Linked DNA regions of Sus scrofa: region 1 is linked to region 2. Evidence: chromatin contacts called from public Hi-C data. All regions are on one chromosome and are shown on one strand. The core of a region is the stretch at or near the end of the contact, and the rest is flanking DNA. Distances in the headings are between cores, read along the strand shown.

Region 1 (3,245 bases), core at 382-2,881, 140 kb before region 2:
AAATCAAATATACTTCAATTTAAAAAAGGACTGCAGGAGTTCCCGTCGTGGCGCAGTGGTTAACGAATCCGACTAGGAACCATGAGGTTGCGGGTTCGGTCCCTGCCCTTGCTCAGTGCGTTAACGATCTGGCGTTGCTGTGAGCTGTGGTGTGGGTTGCAGACGTGGCTCGGATCCAGCGTTGCTGTGTCTCTGGCATAGGCTGGTGACTACAGCTCCGATTCGACCCCTAGCCCGGGAACCTCCATATGCCGTGGGAGCAGCCCAAAGAAATAGCAAAAAGACCAAAAAAAAAAAAAAAAAAAAAAAAAAAAACCAACAAAAAACAAAACAAAACAAAAAAAGGACTGCAAATGCAACAAAATTATGCATTTCAACTTAATTAAAAAAACTGTAAAGGTGATGGCTGGAGCAGGTGCTATTGTTAGAAATCAGTTTGTGAGGCTAAGGGCCAATACCTTGAATCACTTGTTGTTTCATAGAATACTATCCTTTTCATAATTATCTGTATACTCATTAAGTGTTTGTTAATTATACCAACTTTATAGTCATACTCAGCATAACATTTTGATATGGTCATGTCCCAGTGAAATTAGTTTTGCCTTGATGTAGTCATTTTGGTGACATGCCTCTGTCCTGTAACTGAAGAGAGTGCTCAGTGCCTTCGTTTGTGCAGTAATATTAGCTGGGCAAAGCAAGTAGCTGCTTTCTAAGGTTATCATGTGTAATTCCTTTTTCCAGTTCAAGAACATATCTTGTTTTAAACAACTTTTTTGAAAGGCAGCCAAAGAAAAGGTTGGCTCAGATATGCCCTTACCAACCTTGTTTACAGGATATAGTGTTCCACCTCTTGGAGGAAGATGATAAAGGAAAGCTGGCTTTGGGAGGTGTGTAGGAATATTTGTTCATGTATTTAAATTCCACATGTGAGTGGAAAACCCAGGGAGAAAGATGAAAATGGAGAAACATTACAATAGGATTATTGATTACTGTCTTATATTCAGTTACAGGTTAAAGTCCTAATCGTTGTTTGCAAAAAGAGGACATTGGTAAGCGCTATCTAACAGAGGACTTCTGATGGAATGAAGTTGAGGCAAGGGCATGAAAAATGACATGAAAAAGATTTGCAGGACTTCTAGTTTCTTCCTTGATCACGCTTATCAAATATACAGGCACACAATAAAATCGTCTTTGAAGGCCAGTTTCTCAAGGGAGGCAGAGTTGTTTGTGATTCAGCCGATCATACGTTAACTTTGGGGGCACTCACCTCGAGAAACACAGGAAGCTTAATTCCCTGCCAAAACCAGGAACTCCCTGAAACAACTCGAAACTTCCCCGAAAGCTGTGCACTCAGCCTTGTGTCAGAAACAAACAAAAAACAAATCCAAAGACTACGGAAACCTGTTCGTTAAGCGGCGAGGGGAAATGCCCTCAGCCAGGCAGTCTAAACACAGGAATGTGTGGCAGGAGATCAGATCCACGGTCGGAAGGGGAGAAGAGGCCGATAAAGCTGCAGAGAAAGCAGCGGTAGTCACAGAAATTGGTTTCAGAGGTAAAGTGAGGAGGGCCAGGATGTTTACGATAGGATCACATTGTGCCGCTAAATCCTGGCACACAGCACACCACAGGAGCTGTGACTGAGAGGCGCCTCGCCTGCGCATGCGCAGATGTGGAGCCTACCAAGTTAGGCTGAGGTGCAAAATGAAACGCATTCTCATTGAATGTGAAGCAGCCTTCCTTGTTCTCATCAGGGCGTTTCACCTCTGGAATCAGGGCCAACATGGTGGTTGGATAACTAGGGTTATGGATGATCCACATTTTGAACTCAATACTCAAGACATACCAGGCTCATTTCCAGATGTTAATAGGGAGATCATGATTTTATATGGCATTACTTATCCTTTCATCAAATGTAGGTGTACTTCACTTAGCTTCAAGGCAAGATCCTTTCATGCTTCTCTTTCTCCTCTTGGTTTCTTGAAAGTGTAACCTTTCTGGGGGAAAATGGCAGCTTTGAACATTTCCTGTGCGTTGATGAGTTTCTAGGATGTCAGTTTCTGGCCCCCATTTCTCTGTGCCCATAGTGATAAGAGGCAAACACTGGGGCGTCTCCACATGCGCCGAAGCTGCGGTGTGAGCATGCCTTGCTCCTCTGGGCAGCTGAACATTTGAGAATCTCCCTTCATCACTTCTGATTCCGCCTGTGGAGGATACAGATAATGAAACACCACACAGGGGGTTCACTCGAAGCTAAAATGTATTTGAGGATATTCTGAAGCTTGTTTTTGGCTAATCTAAGTGCACTGCTGCTAACGGGGAAGTGTTCAGGTGTCCACATGTGGAAGCCGAACATTGCTGCTGAGTGGGAATTGTCAGTAAGTGGAAATCGGTGGCGGAATACCTTAGCCTTTCTTCTTGTTCAACATTAATCTCAGCACCACGTTTATAGGCTGATTCCAGATGTGCTTGACTCTAAGGCTCAGTTTTCAGAGGTGACAGGTGGTGTATTTGCCTCAGCAGAAAGAAGGTCAAATTGTATTATAGATCTCAGGGCAAATGTCTGACGATCCCAGGGGAATGCCTGACAGCTCATTTGGCAGCAATCTGGCCCAGAGGCTGGAGGAGAGAGCTCACCCCTGGGAGCAGGGAGCGATGTTCTCCACGCCTGCGATAGAGGGCGCAGCGTGAAAGGAAAGAACGCCATTGGGGAGGTGAAATACGAGCTTTTAACTTGGTGTCCCCGAGGTCATTCCTCTCCGTGCACCACTCTAAGCTGCTGGCTGGCCCTTGGTTGTTGTTACTCTGCAGCCATGGTATTTGGTGAGCTCTGTTTTTAGGAACACTTAATTGGTTTGACCTGCCCTACTACTTCTTACATGAGGGGGAGCATTCCAGGAATAGAGCTCCAGACTCGTGCCTCTCAAACCGAGAAATGTACAGACCTCTTTTAAAGGGACAACATTGTCTACGTGCATCCCTGGTGTTGACTTCCACCCTTTCTATCATTATACTCTATATACATGTAAAGTTGGATATGCTTACAAAATCAATACTATTCAAAAAATTAATCAAATAGTGTGGATGGTGTCATTTTGCTAAAGCCCACATCTCTTATTCACAGTAGAAATACCAACTTGAGATCCAGTCCTGTATTTAATTTGTCTTTTTAACTTCAGTGATGCTAGTTCAGAGAATTTCTGTACATGCAAGTGAGTTGTAGGAAAAGATTCGTAACTTCAAGGCTT
Region 2 (3,471 bases), core at 500-2,999:
GTTTGTTGCCCACGTCTTCTAGAGCACCAGGGGTGATGGCCAGAGCCACCTTGTGGACTGTTATATTCTTCAGCTTCTCTCTCCACGCATGGCACGCAGTAGATGCCCAATAAATTTGTGTAGAACAAAAAAAGTAAAAATAAAAGTAAAAATTGAGGGAGCAAATTCAGCTCTGAATCTGTGAAAAACAGTGTATAATGGGTGGGTCTGTCTTAACTAGATTGTGGGCTTGAGGTACTGTGTGCTTTATATAAGCATTAGCAATTTATTCAGGCTATTTAGGTCCCATTTCTGACCCAAGAAAATGGAGAATATTATGCTTTCTTTTTTCCCCCAAGTTGTAACACAAAATTGCTTTTCTAGTTTTGATTTCTTTGATTATTTCAGCAAGAATGGATAAGATAAAATAACTTTTCAAAGAGGACATAAATATGAACCTTTTCTGCTAATTGCACCCAAAAGGATGTATTAAAAACCTCCTTTGGGGTTCCCGTTGTGGCTCATTGGGTTAGGAACCCTACTAGTATTCATGAGGATGCAGGTTCAATTCCTGGCCTCACTCAGTGGGCTAAGGATCCGCCATTGCCGGGAGCTGTGGTATAGGTCACAGATGTGACTTGGATCCCATGTTGCTGTGGCTGTGGCATAGGCCAGCAACTGTAGCTCCTAGCCTCGGAACCTCCATATGCCACAGGTGCTGCCCTAAAAGCAAAAAAAAAAGAAAGAGGAACAAACCCCAAACAAAAACGCCTGTCTTATACCCAGTATATTGATGGGTGCTATGTGGAACCAAAAGAAGAAACAGGGCCCATAGGAGATGGCTGCAACCATTTCTGGATAAGGGAGGAGAGGGCTGGAGCTGAGGAAGGGAGAGAACTGCTCACCATAGTCTCTTTGCTGGGCTCAGATCCCTTGGAGCCCAAGCCAAGTGGACGTGCTCAGAAGAAAAGCACACTGTAAGCCTCCCTCCCATTTTGGAGATGGGGATAGCAGAAATGCGATGGCAGACTAGTTTATTTGCAATAGACTGGCTTTAATTTTCCATAGTAGTGAGCTTGAGGGCAGCAATGCAAAGGGTGGCTTATCATTATCATTATTATTATTATTATTATTATTATTATTGTCTTTTTGCCATTTTCTTGGGCCACTCTCACGGCATATGGAGGTTCTCAGGCTAGGGGTCCAATCGGAGCTGTAGCCACCGGCCTACACCAGAGCCACAGCAACGCGGGACCTACACCACAGCTCACGGCAACGCCGGATGTCAACCCACTGAGCAAGGGCAGGGACCTAACCCGCAACCTCATGGTTCCTAGTTGGATTCGTTAACCACTGCGCCACGACGGGAACTCCTATTATTATTATTTTTGATGTTGGCTTATAAGCAACTTTGACAGCAAAATCCTCCTCTTTTATAACTCTCCATGGTATCCCCTCTAAAGGCAGTAGGTAAGTGCTGGGGTCCAGCCCTCAAAGAGGCTGATATTCTCCAGACATGACCATAGACACTTGTAAGTTGAGAGGCGAATCCTCTGTCAGACACATTTTCCTCATCAAATCATGCCTGCCCCACCTCACTGACACTGATAGTCCTGGGAGCTGGTTCTGATGCCTTCTTGTTGTGAGCACACTTTCTTAAAGGGCAGTTTGGGCTAAAACCTGACCTTTTGGAGCTTTGGAAGGTGGGCAGGGGAGCAGAAGGTTGCTGGGGAGAGAGATTTCCTGGTTATTGCTACAGGGAGTCTGTTTACTCGCCTTCAAGGGTCACAGCCAGCTGAATGGGCTTCTCTGGCTCTGCTTTTGGGTTTGGTTTCAGAGGGCCCAGTCTTGTGGAATTCCGCTCCTGGCTGGCCCTCTTCTTACTCTGTTAGGCATGGGTTTTTTATCCCCAGTATGGTTCAAGCCTTCCCCAGTAATCCTGCAGCTTTCTTGCAAGAACAGCAATTGGAAAGGCTGTTTTAAGTGGAGTTTACTGTTGTTATATAAACCTTCATTTAAAATTGACTATAAAATGTTTCTGAACCTGCCAAACACACATTAAAATATTTTGCTCCATTTATGCCTATGTGTAACATTTGGTTTCTAAAGAGCTTTAATCAAGTAATCTTCAAGTAGGAAGTTATTCATCTTTATTGCCACTCGGTTCTCAGTGGTGGTCGTGGCAACAATCTTTTTATTGCTTCTGTGTTTAGTTGTTCTTTGACATGATAGAAGTCAGCTGCAGTTCAATGAGCTCACTATTTGTGCAACTTAATTGCTTGCTTCCTTCAATACATACTCAATTTTTCCTTTTATGAGCAGGGCTGTTGGAAAAATTAAGCTTAAGGATATAGCCATCCACTGTTAATTAACCTCCTTCCCAAACACATTAGTAAAATAGGTCAAATAACTGCTGAGCGCTGAGTGTGCTGTTCCCAAAGTCCTCCTCGGCTGAGAAGTGAATCCTGTATGAAGTGAACAAATGTTGGAGCTTTGAGCATTTTCTGGAAATAGTGATGACATAAGAACAATGCGTTGTAACACAGCATTTCCTGCTGTACCATCTCCTCAAAGCTGAATATATTGTTTGACTGTCTGGCTTTATCTTGGGGTTAGCTTGTTTCTTGTTATAACAGCATTAAGAGAAATAAAAGGCAGTAGCGACTGCTGCTGTTACACCTCCTCCGTTTTTGCTTTCTAGGTTATTGCTTGTTTTTAAAGGGGCATCCCAAGTTCAGCTTTCCCTTTAGATAGTGGCCACTGATGTTATTTTGACTCATAATTCCTAGAATAGTCTGAATATTGTGAGTATGTATACATGTTTGTGATAAGCTCATTGAGGTAACTAATTTATCAAAGTGGATTTATATAGCGCTCTTATAATTTCTCTCCATGTTGGGTTATGTTGAGATGGAAAAAACACTTTAATTGCAGTGGTGAAGAGCTGATTGGAGCTTTGCCAACTTGACAGAAAATATCTTGAAGTTTATAGACTTAAAAAGAAAAAATGTGACAGTTCTGGAATTTGGTAGAAAGCAGAAAAATGTCAGGGTCCAGTTCATACTTTTAGAAAGAGGAAAGCAAATAAAAACAAAATTAAAATGGGAGAACATGCCAAATAGAGCTCAAGGCTGAAGATCACATTTTGTGATCATTAGCTTCTTCCTTGCTTAGCCTTTCATTGGGAAGGAATGAGGAAAAAGAAAGACTCTAACCAACTCCCTAAATAAATCCTAAACTGATAAAGACTGAAATTTGTTTTCTCTAAAATTATTACTGAGTTGCCATCTAAATCTTGCAGATATTTTTTTTATTTAGGTGGAGACTATATTTCTAAAATCATATGTTCTGATAACATCATTTCCAAATGACGGTTGGTTCCGTTCTCATCCAATGTTTGTGTCTCTCGACTTGGGCATTTTTCTGCTTTGCACTCATAGTTAATGAGAAGCTTCTTGCAGCATCTTTTTTTTCCAGTGTCCCTTCAAAATA

The links. Hi-C and Micro-C count contacts between places; a contact is called where the count stands out from the background.
Region 1: a Hi-C map of omental adipose tissue shows a contact between it and region 2, with 2.4 times the contacts expected there. The contact joins two enhancer-like sites. A contact is called at or near these places in 6 of 47 Hi-C or Micro-C datasets (alveolar macrophages, embryonic fibroblasts, fetal heart ventricle and 2 more).

What each region holds. Positions count from the first base shown.
Region 1 is chr1:183,744,412-183,747,656 of Sscrofa11.1, reverse strand. All of the region lies in intron 3 of LOC102167290 (a long non-coding RNA gene), which reads left to right. Among named protein-coding and RNA genes, the nearest start is that of CDKN3, 47 kb to the left of the region's middle. Within about 2 kb of position 1,631, at least 44 of the 83 cell types and tissues checked have an H3K27ac peak or open chromatin away from gene starts, as enhancers often do. A contact at or near this core is called in omental adipose tissue, where this site is marked.
Region 2 is chr1:183,600,714-183,604,184 of Sscrofa11.1, reverse strand. The region is part of intron 5 of LOC102167290 (a long non-coding RNA gene); the gene reads left to right. Among named protein-coding and RNA genes, the nearest start is that of BMP4, 180 kb to the right of the region's middle. Within about 2 kb of position 1,749, at least 9 of the 83 cell types and tissues checked have an H3K27ac peak or open chromatin away from gene starts, as enhancers often do. A contact at or near this core is called in omental adipose tissue, where this site is marked.